3 separate regions of the Anser cygnoides genome follow, and all the other regions are linked to region 1. Evidence: chromatin contacts called from public Hi-C data. All regions are on one chromosome and are shown on one strand. Each heading gives the region's core, a stretch centred on a gene start, on an enhancer-like site or on the middle of the called end of the contact. The rest is flanking DNA. Distances are from core to core; before and after follow the strand shown. Region 1 overlaps SPIDR (scaffold protein involved in DNA repair). Region 2 overlaps PRKDC (protein kinase, DNA-activated, catalytic subunit). Region 3 overlaps SPIDR (scaffold protein involved in DNA repair).

Region 1 (2,602 bases), core at 66-2,565:
GTGCACACAAAAAAGGTGACCAAGTGGGTAGGTTTCTTACCAGAAATTTGATCTGGATTCTTTATAGCCCCTGTCTAAGGGGCGCTGCCTTTAGAAAGTTAATGTCCAGATTTCCTGTAATGTGGGTAAGACAACTACCTATTTCTTTGGAGTACTTGGATACCTTGGCTGTATAAGATGCAAGTATTGTGAATAGAGCATATTGTCAGAGCTGAGATGTGGCAAGGGGCTAATACAGGACTTGCTTTTTCAGTGATGAGGATTGGAGAGCTCAGGGAAGGGGCAGAAACAAATATTGAATCCTGTCAGCTAAGGTCCGGTAGTATTTCCGTTAGAGAGGTGTACCGTTTTGTTTTTTAACTTTAGAAAACACAGCTGTTAATTCGTAAGGAAGCCGTGCTGTATCAATTATAGAATAAATGGCAGAAGTTTTTAACCTTTATTTAATTTGTTATAAAGAAACGACTTGTACTAGAAGACTTGAGGTTTGACACCATCCTAGGCGAAGTCAACACGTAACCTCTCCCGGCGGGACGTGAGGGGAGGCCAGCAGAGCGGGCTGGCTGGGGCCGGCACGCAGGGTGTTGCGAGGGCAGGCCGAAGGGGCTGACATCGCTGGGCTGGGGGAAGGCTGAGGAAGGCTCTGGCTGTGCTCTTCCACCCTCTGGGTGAGGGTAGCGGCCGGCTTCCAGCCTGACCTTTCTCAGCGGCGCCTGATGAGAGGAGAGAGGCGTGGGTCAGCGCAGGCAGCAGGGGAAGGTGCCGCCGGGTGCGGGGCCGGCCTTGGCTCCACGAGGGTGGCCGAGCGACACCCACCGGGTGCCGGCAGAGGGCACCAGAGGCCGGGCTGCGAGCCGCTCCCTGCTCCCCGGGCAGCGGGCAGCCTGGCGGGGTTATTTCCATTTATCTAGGCAGAGAGGCTTCCTCAGCGCGGCTGGAGGGAAGCTCTGCCTGCAGGCTGAGAGCCGTCTGCAGCTTCCCCACCAAAGCAGTCAAATAGCAGGGTCCTGCTGCCTTTCGGAGGACATCTTCTGGTTGCAGGCAGAGGGTGGAAGCAACCAAGTGGAGCTGGACGTCCCGTGGTACAGCGTGCTGCCGTGTTGACACGTGTGACCTGGCGTTCGGCTGTCTCATGTGGATGGGAGCAGCGATTTAGCATCCATCGCTCAGAGTTCACCATGGGTTAATCGAATATTTTTTCAGGTTCTTGAAGAATTGATTTAAAGTAGCACAAGTCTTGGACAGCAGTGTTAGAAGAGAACGTCCAGTCCATGTAAACCTGGGAAAACAGACTGGGATTTATGCAAGCCATAAAAGTCCCTCTTCTGTTATACCGGCATGATTTACTCCACTGTAGATGGAAAGTTGGGTGAATGCTATGAGACGCTTCAGTAATAGTAAATGGTGCCCAGGAGCGGGTTCATTTCAATGCAACAATACTGAAATCAACAGATTTTAACCTTAACCAGAATAAGCTATGCTACTACAAAATTTGGGGGTAAATTGGGAATCTCAGGATCCCTTTTCAGGTTTCTCTTTCCTGGTCGGAGTGCCACGCTGTGGGAATTTCCATGGGTGGTCAGCCTTACCAGTAAACTTTCTTCTGGGAATTTGGTGTATGCAGGAGGTTAAAGCCCCGGCGATCACTGTGTCATTTGCATTCTTTGTTTTGCTTTACTTCAGATATGCTATTTTCCTAGGAAACATTGCAGGCGAGCTGTTTGAGAGGATTCCAAGAGAGAACACAAAAGAAGTGTTCGCTATAGGAGATCATTTGCTGTATGAGTATTCTTCAAAAAGGCCTCTTAATTTTGTGGCCTAGTTCATGGTGGGGAAAGGAAAAAGAGCCAAATGTTGATATATCATCATTTTTGTGGTATTTACTAAATCTCTGGAACCTAATGGAGTGTGTGGATAATCAAAAGACCATGAAATTTATTTTACCCCACTTCAAAATATGCCAAATACCAAGAGGTTCTAGAGGTTTAGGATTGCTGCCAAATATCTTTATTGTAGTATTTACCCATGGTAAGAGCGTGATTGGTTTCTACTGGGAAATGAATAACTTCATAGCTGTTTTTTTCCCTAATATACCAGTAGATCTAATTTGAAAATTTCTTCTATTCAATTAACTACGTAGAAAGACTTGATGTATTGTTTCTGTATGAGGGTAAAACTCTTGTTTTTGTGTCAGGTGTAAAACTACAGTCCCATTTCAGTTTGTGTTCCATCTTAAGTCACTGTGCAGCGTCTTTCTTATCAGCTAGCTGCCTCTGACTTGTAAAGCTACTTGACAGAGGGTAATGAGGAAGGCAAGTTTAGTCTCGTCTTGTGGTGAGCAGCTGTTAGCTAATTTTGGTTCACTCCAGAATTATTGGACGTGGGGAAAAAGTCTATGAAAAAAATGACATGGTCATGCTTTGCTTTCCTTTGTATCTCGTTAAAGGATGAAATTTCTCATGCATCACCTTTTACTTAAGGTGATAAAGAACAAAGATCTGGCAAGACCTGATCCCGGAAGATTTTACTCTGAGTGTTTCTCTGCTCTGTTACCTGTGAAGGATGCCCAGTTGCCCTTTTTCTTGGGGACTGTGGTGCTCTG
Region 2 (2,602 bases), core at 40-2,539, 200 kb after region 1:
ATGAATTCCCAGATACAGTCCACATCTGTTTATTTAATCCAGGAAAGAAATAATCTACCATACCTGTAGATAGTTGCTAAGTTTAGTTTTGCATCATGAGACCTGAGGCTGTCTCTGACTTTGAGACACTCATCATCTTACTCCTTTCTGGAAACTGAACGAAACCACCCCATAAGGTGCACAGCCCAGCAACTTGAGGTTTTCCCTATGTCAGTACTTTCCTTGCTGGTTCACAGGTTGGCTTTAGCCCTTCCATTTAACTTCTGTATTGTATTTAGAGCACTCAAGTGAGCAAAGCAGCTGCAATTTACATATGTTGGAGGTTATTTTCAGACTTATTTAGTTGCACAGAGAAAGCCTGGTCTTTTACTCCTCCATTAGCATAATTGCACTTGCTTTGCATAGGAAGGGTTTCTGCTCGTGAAGAGGCAGCGGTACGATGCTGACATTGTTCCAGTGCTGCTTTGTGAGGATGACAAATGCATCACTAGTAAGAGTGAAGTAGCTGGGGCTTCAAATTACAAACACTTATTTTAGGGCCAAAACCAAGCTTTTAACTACTTCGAGATTTTTATTTTTTAAACGCTGTAGGAATGTTCTAAGCTTTCTGCATTGTTAGGGCTACTGTCACCTACCATTTGTGGCTTTGCTGCCTGGCCCAAGGACCTCTCAATATTGACTGGAGGGAGAGGAGGAGAGGGATGGGGGTCCACTACAGCCTCTGTCACATGGAAGAGCAGGACTGTGCCTCTGCTCCATCCCATTCTACATTCCAGCTCAGGGCACCTCGCTCAGCTTTGGAGCGAGCCCTACTGAGCAGCATGGGCTGGGGAAGCAGAGAAGTCCAGTGCTGCCAAAGGTATCAAAAGTCACTACACGAAGAACCTCGTTAAACTATAAACCTAAACTTTGTCCTCCATGGTACGGGTCAAAGTACCTAGTAAATATCTAAGGTATGTGCCAAAAGTGCAATTTAACACCTTGTATGATCAGCCACTTCATTTCTAAACGTCCCCTCGCCTTTTCATGTAGCTTTTTATTGTGCTTTAACTTTCTTATATTTGCAGTGACAACTTGAAACCCAGGCTGCCTCAGAGAGCCTATCGTTAGTCATAATGCCACCTGCTTGATTGTTGCCAGAGATGAAAAGAACAAAATGCACCGAGACGCAGGACACACGCACGTGTATATAAAAATAACCATATTGCACACCTATGGAAAAAACCCTGTCCGCTCATCATCACCTGCATAAATGGGTAAATTTTGGTGTTTTCAGTGATTAAAGTGCCCTAAATTAACTTTAAAAACAACCAATACATCTAAAGGTTTAATTTTATTTTTATTTTTAAATAAATGGTCTTATCTGTAATGTTTGCTCTTCAAAAAATACGAGTGAACAGTATTTTTAATAAATAAATCCGATAAAAAGATTTTGAATTTTTGATTCATAATGTTAATTATTGACAAACAATTGATCATATTTAATAAGAAGGAAGGTAACAAATAGTAGTTGCTGGAAAATTTTGGAACAAAAAAAAAAAAACCACTACTGAACAGCTCCTGCCCTATTCATTAGGTTTCTGCCAGCAGTCTTCCCAGTCTTGAGACTTTCACAGCCTTTAACCAGGACAGATTCCTCTGCCCTCCAGCTGAAAGGTTCACTTGAAATCGGTGCCAGAGGCAGCCACGGCCTCAACAAGACTGAGACTACCCCCTTGCCACAGAGGCAGGAAGGAGAGCTTGTAGGTGGTGAAAGGGCAAAGACTCACTTTTATTATACCTTTTATGATAATTATTGAAAACATAAATGGAAAATATCTTCGACAATGAATTATGGGTAATAAACAACCGCAATAATTTAGAAAAAAAAATCTTGCCACCTTGCTGTCTGTGCTGCACTGTATTCGCCACCAAGGTTACCTGAAAACTGCCTGCCAGAGAGTAAGAGCTAAATCTCGCATGACTTCTCAACTTTGTCATGAGTAAATACCAAAGTGCAACAGACAGTACTTTGCTGTGCTGCAGTTATGGCAAGAAGCTTACAGTACTTCGCTGCGCTGCCAGTGCCAATGTCTGACTTTGGCCAAACAACTAATTTGGAATCAATAAAACATGAGGAGTATAGACCTCTAAAGTACAGAGGCACAGATTAAAATCCCTGATTGTTAAAAGCCAACCTGCTGTAACAAACTGGCACGATCTCATCATTAGTTTCTCATTATCCAGTAATGAAATAACCATCCAGATACCTTATGTGTTATCTAGAGCTAAACACCATTTTCTCATTAATTTTACCATGTGCTTTACTGTTTCTCTTGATATGAGAACCTTCTCGTTTTAATTACAAATAACGTGTCAGCAGAATGGTTTCAGCTGACTGCCAGTAAGGTCTCTGAACAAAAACATGAAGCACACACTTTTACCACAAGGATGCCTACAAGTCCAGAGGGTATGAATTCGTGACTCTCCTCTGAATGATCAGAGTGCCTTTCACATTACTCTTAAAGCTCTGCAAGCCTTGCCAGTTCTTTCCACATTGACTTTAACACAAAAACAATAAAACTGCTTGGGTGCAGAACCCCATAAACAAATCATTATTCAA
Region 3 (2,602 bases), core at 49-2,548, 150 kb after region 1:
TCCCCGGGGCTGAGTAAATTCAGCGGTTGTTGCAAAAGAGTAAAAAAAAAAATCTCAAGGGGAAAAAAAAAAACAGCAAAAATAAAACATAAAAATGCAAAAGTTTTCCATGTAAAATATTCAATATATACATATATATGAAAAACCGGACTTTCATTTTGTTACCTTCCCAGACCTGAATTTACCTTTTTGCACTGGCTGACATCTGTTGCACAGAAAACCCAGAATCTTAGATCTGGAGCTTGCAAGATGGGTAAAAATAAACTGGGGATATTTTCCTTCTCCTTTTTAAGTTTTGCAAATCACGTATTTTTATGATTATAAATAGCTAAATCAACAAGCTTTTACTGACTGGGGATGTTAAGCACACTTTCATTATTGACTTTCAGAACTATTTAAATTCCTAAGTGCTAAAAATTAGAATTCCCCTTGGAAAAGCTGGTAGCTTTCAGTGGGCTCAACTGGACTCTCCAGTAAGAAGTAGTTAATAGGTATAGTGTGGAGACTCCAACAAAACAAGATAATCACTTCCATGTGCTTTTCTAATTAATCACTCTTAATACTGAAAGTCAGAGACATCGTGAATTTGCACAGTAAGCATATATTTTGAAAACAAACAACAACAAAAATTATTACTTCATTTGCAGGCATTTACTCTGAATCCTCTTTTTTTGGCTTGCAGAGAAAACCTGAGAACACCCCCATGGTCGTAGCTGATCTACGCATACAATGCACTGTTTGCTCAGGCTGCAAGGGCACCACACATGCTGATTAATTTATATGTTTTATCAGTTTTGCTTGTTCTTGTTGGAAAAGGAATAGTTAAATGAGATGAACAGAACTCTCTGTTTGGGACTTCAGTTTTCCAAAATAAAATATGTGAGGGAAAGGTTTCATTCAGTTTTGGCATCGCTTTGTTAAGTCAGTTTAAGCCAAGAAAGATTGTTATTCCACACTGTTTGCCGATAGTAGAAAGTTTACGTATTGATTTTTTTTTTTTTTTCTTGAAGGAAGAGAAAATGAGCATGAATTTAAGGGATGAACCTCTTACTTGCTTTGCAGAAGAGATTGTTCTGTTAACAACTCATCAAGAAAAAAAAAAGATAAACAGGATTAACTGTTTACTTTAAGTGAGCAGAAGTCTGGTTGTTTTTCAGAAGAAGAACACAATGTACTGTTGTATCTGGTTTCCAGAGTGGTGTTTATCATAATTCCTTGTGCGGTGGTTGGTAGAGTGCTGGGAAGGCACTCCGCCCACTCGCAGCTTGCTTGCTTTCTCTCTCCCATTGAGGCCTCCGTCCAGGACTGCGCGATTGAGCGAGCTGTCCTGTGTGATCTTTCCTGCCTGACATGAGCTGACATTGACCTAGAATAAAATAACAGGGGCCGTTTCCTAGAATTCTCGGTGGACTGCTGAGAACAGCTACCATAACTCTTGTAAACATGCTACATGCACACACAAACACGCTCCCTCTCCCTCATTTAGACACACACCTAGGAAATGCAGCCAACAAACGGCAGGAGAGGAAAACAACGTGAGTGCAAAACAGGAACGACAGACCCCTTGAAGGAAGAGTAGAAAGTTGCCTTTCTGCCAGGGAAGGAGCCCCGACAAGATTTCACTTCTGCTTTTCTTCCTTGCACTTAGTTCTGCTGTTTACTTTGGTGAATATTATAGTTTTGTGCTATTTCGGTGAGATGATGTGGCACTGAAACAGCAGAATGTCTTATTGAACACAGACGCAGCTCTGTAAGAAATCCTGCAATGTTATTATATTTCAGTTACCTTTCACATGCACTGTGGAATCACATGTGCAGGGCTCTAATACCAAGAATGCATCTTGGGATGTTCTGTCCCTTCTGAAGTGAGCAGTGCTTTTTATTTTTTTTTATACTCACATTATTTTTTCTTTTCTTTCTTCTTTTTTTTTTTTTTTAATAAAGCTTTCTAAAATCCCATTTGTAGTCTATGTGGTTTAGAAGTAAATCAGGTGAATCCACAAATAATACCATGAAAGGTAAGCACAACCAGTACCGCTGCTGTCGTGTGCTTGCTTCATTCCAGATGCTGTAATTCTGTAATGCACTTGCCATGGGTTCTGCAGCAGGAGTTTGAAGTTCTCTGAAACCTGTAGCTCAGAAGAGATGGGTTATTACTGCAAGCCCACTGTTTATCTATACATATATATATATATAAAACCTCCTCCCCCACCTCGAGCAGGACGTAGCACATGGATTTTTTGGACCTGTCCTCCTAGACACTACGATTCAGCTATATGGTTTTCCAATCACCCTTTGAGGGCAGGACTTTTATTCTGAATTTTTACGAATAAGGAACTGAGGCGTAGAGGAAACGTAGCACAGCAAAGATGATGTGAAATGTTGCCAGAACCAGCAGTTGAATGCTGATTTTCTTGGAAAGGGGAGTGCTGGGCACCTTGCAAGAGAAGATCTTTTGGCAGTACCTCACTGACTGTTGGAATTCTTGGATGCCAAAACAGTAATTACAAAGTCTTAAGATTAAAAAAATAAACAAAGAACCCCTCCTCAGATTCACAGATAAGTACTGTAAGTGGCTGGATGGTAATTACACGTTATATTT

Evidence for each region. Hi-C and Micro-C count contacts between places; a contact is called where the count stands out from the background.
Region 2: a Hi-C map of liver shows a contact between it and region 1, with 3 times the contacts expected there. The contact joins two enhancer-like sites. A contact is called at or near these places in 4 of 7 Hi-C or Micro-C datasets (fetal liver and liver).
Region 3: a Hi-C map of liver shows a contact between it and region 1, with 5 times the contacts expected there. The contact joins two enhancer-like sites. A contact is called at or near these places in 2 of 7 Hi-C or Micro-C datasets (both in liver).

Annotation. Positions count from the first base shown.
Region 1 is chr2:119,120,901-119,123,502 of Taihu_goose_T2T_genome, forward strand. The region is part of intron 5 of SPIDR (scaffold protein involved in DNA repair); the gene reads left to right. Among named protein-coding and RNA genes, the nearest start is that of SPIDR, 14 kb to the left of the region's middle. Within about 2 kb of position 1,316, at least 1 of the 3 cell types and tissues checked has open chromatin away from gene starts, as enhancers often do. A contact at or near this core is called in liver, where this site is marked.
Region 2 is chr2:119,318,277-119,320,878 of Taihu_goose_T2T_genome, forward strand. PRKDC (protein kinase, DNA-activated, catalytic subunit) reads right to left here. Exons shown (of 86, transcript XM_066992945.1): 86 at 14-2,602. Among named protein-coding and RNA genes, the nearest start is that of CEBPD, 5.4 kb to the left of the region's middle. Within about 2 kb of position 1,290, at least 1 of the 3 cell types and tissues checked has open chromatin away from gene starts, as enhancers often do. A contact at or near this core is called in liver, where this site is marked.
Region 3 is chr2:119,273,738-119,276,339 of Taihu_goose_T2T_genome, forward strand. All of the region lies in intron 10 of SPIDR (scaffold protein involved in DNA repair), which reads left to right. Among named protein-coding and RNA genes, the nearest start is that of CEBPD, 39 kb to the right of the region's middle. Within about 2 kb of position 1,299, at least 2 of the 3 cell types and tissues checked have open chromatin away from gene starts, as enhancers often do. A contact at or near this core is called in liver, where this site is marked.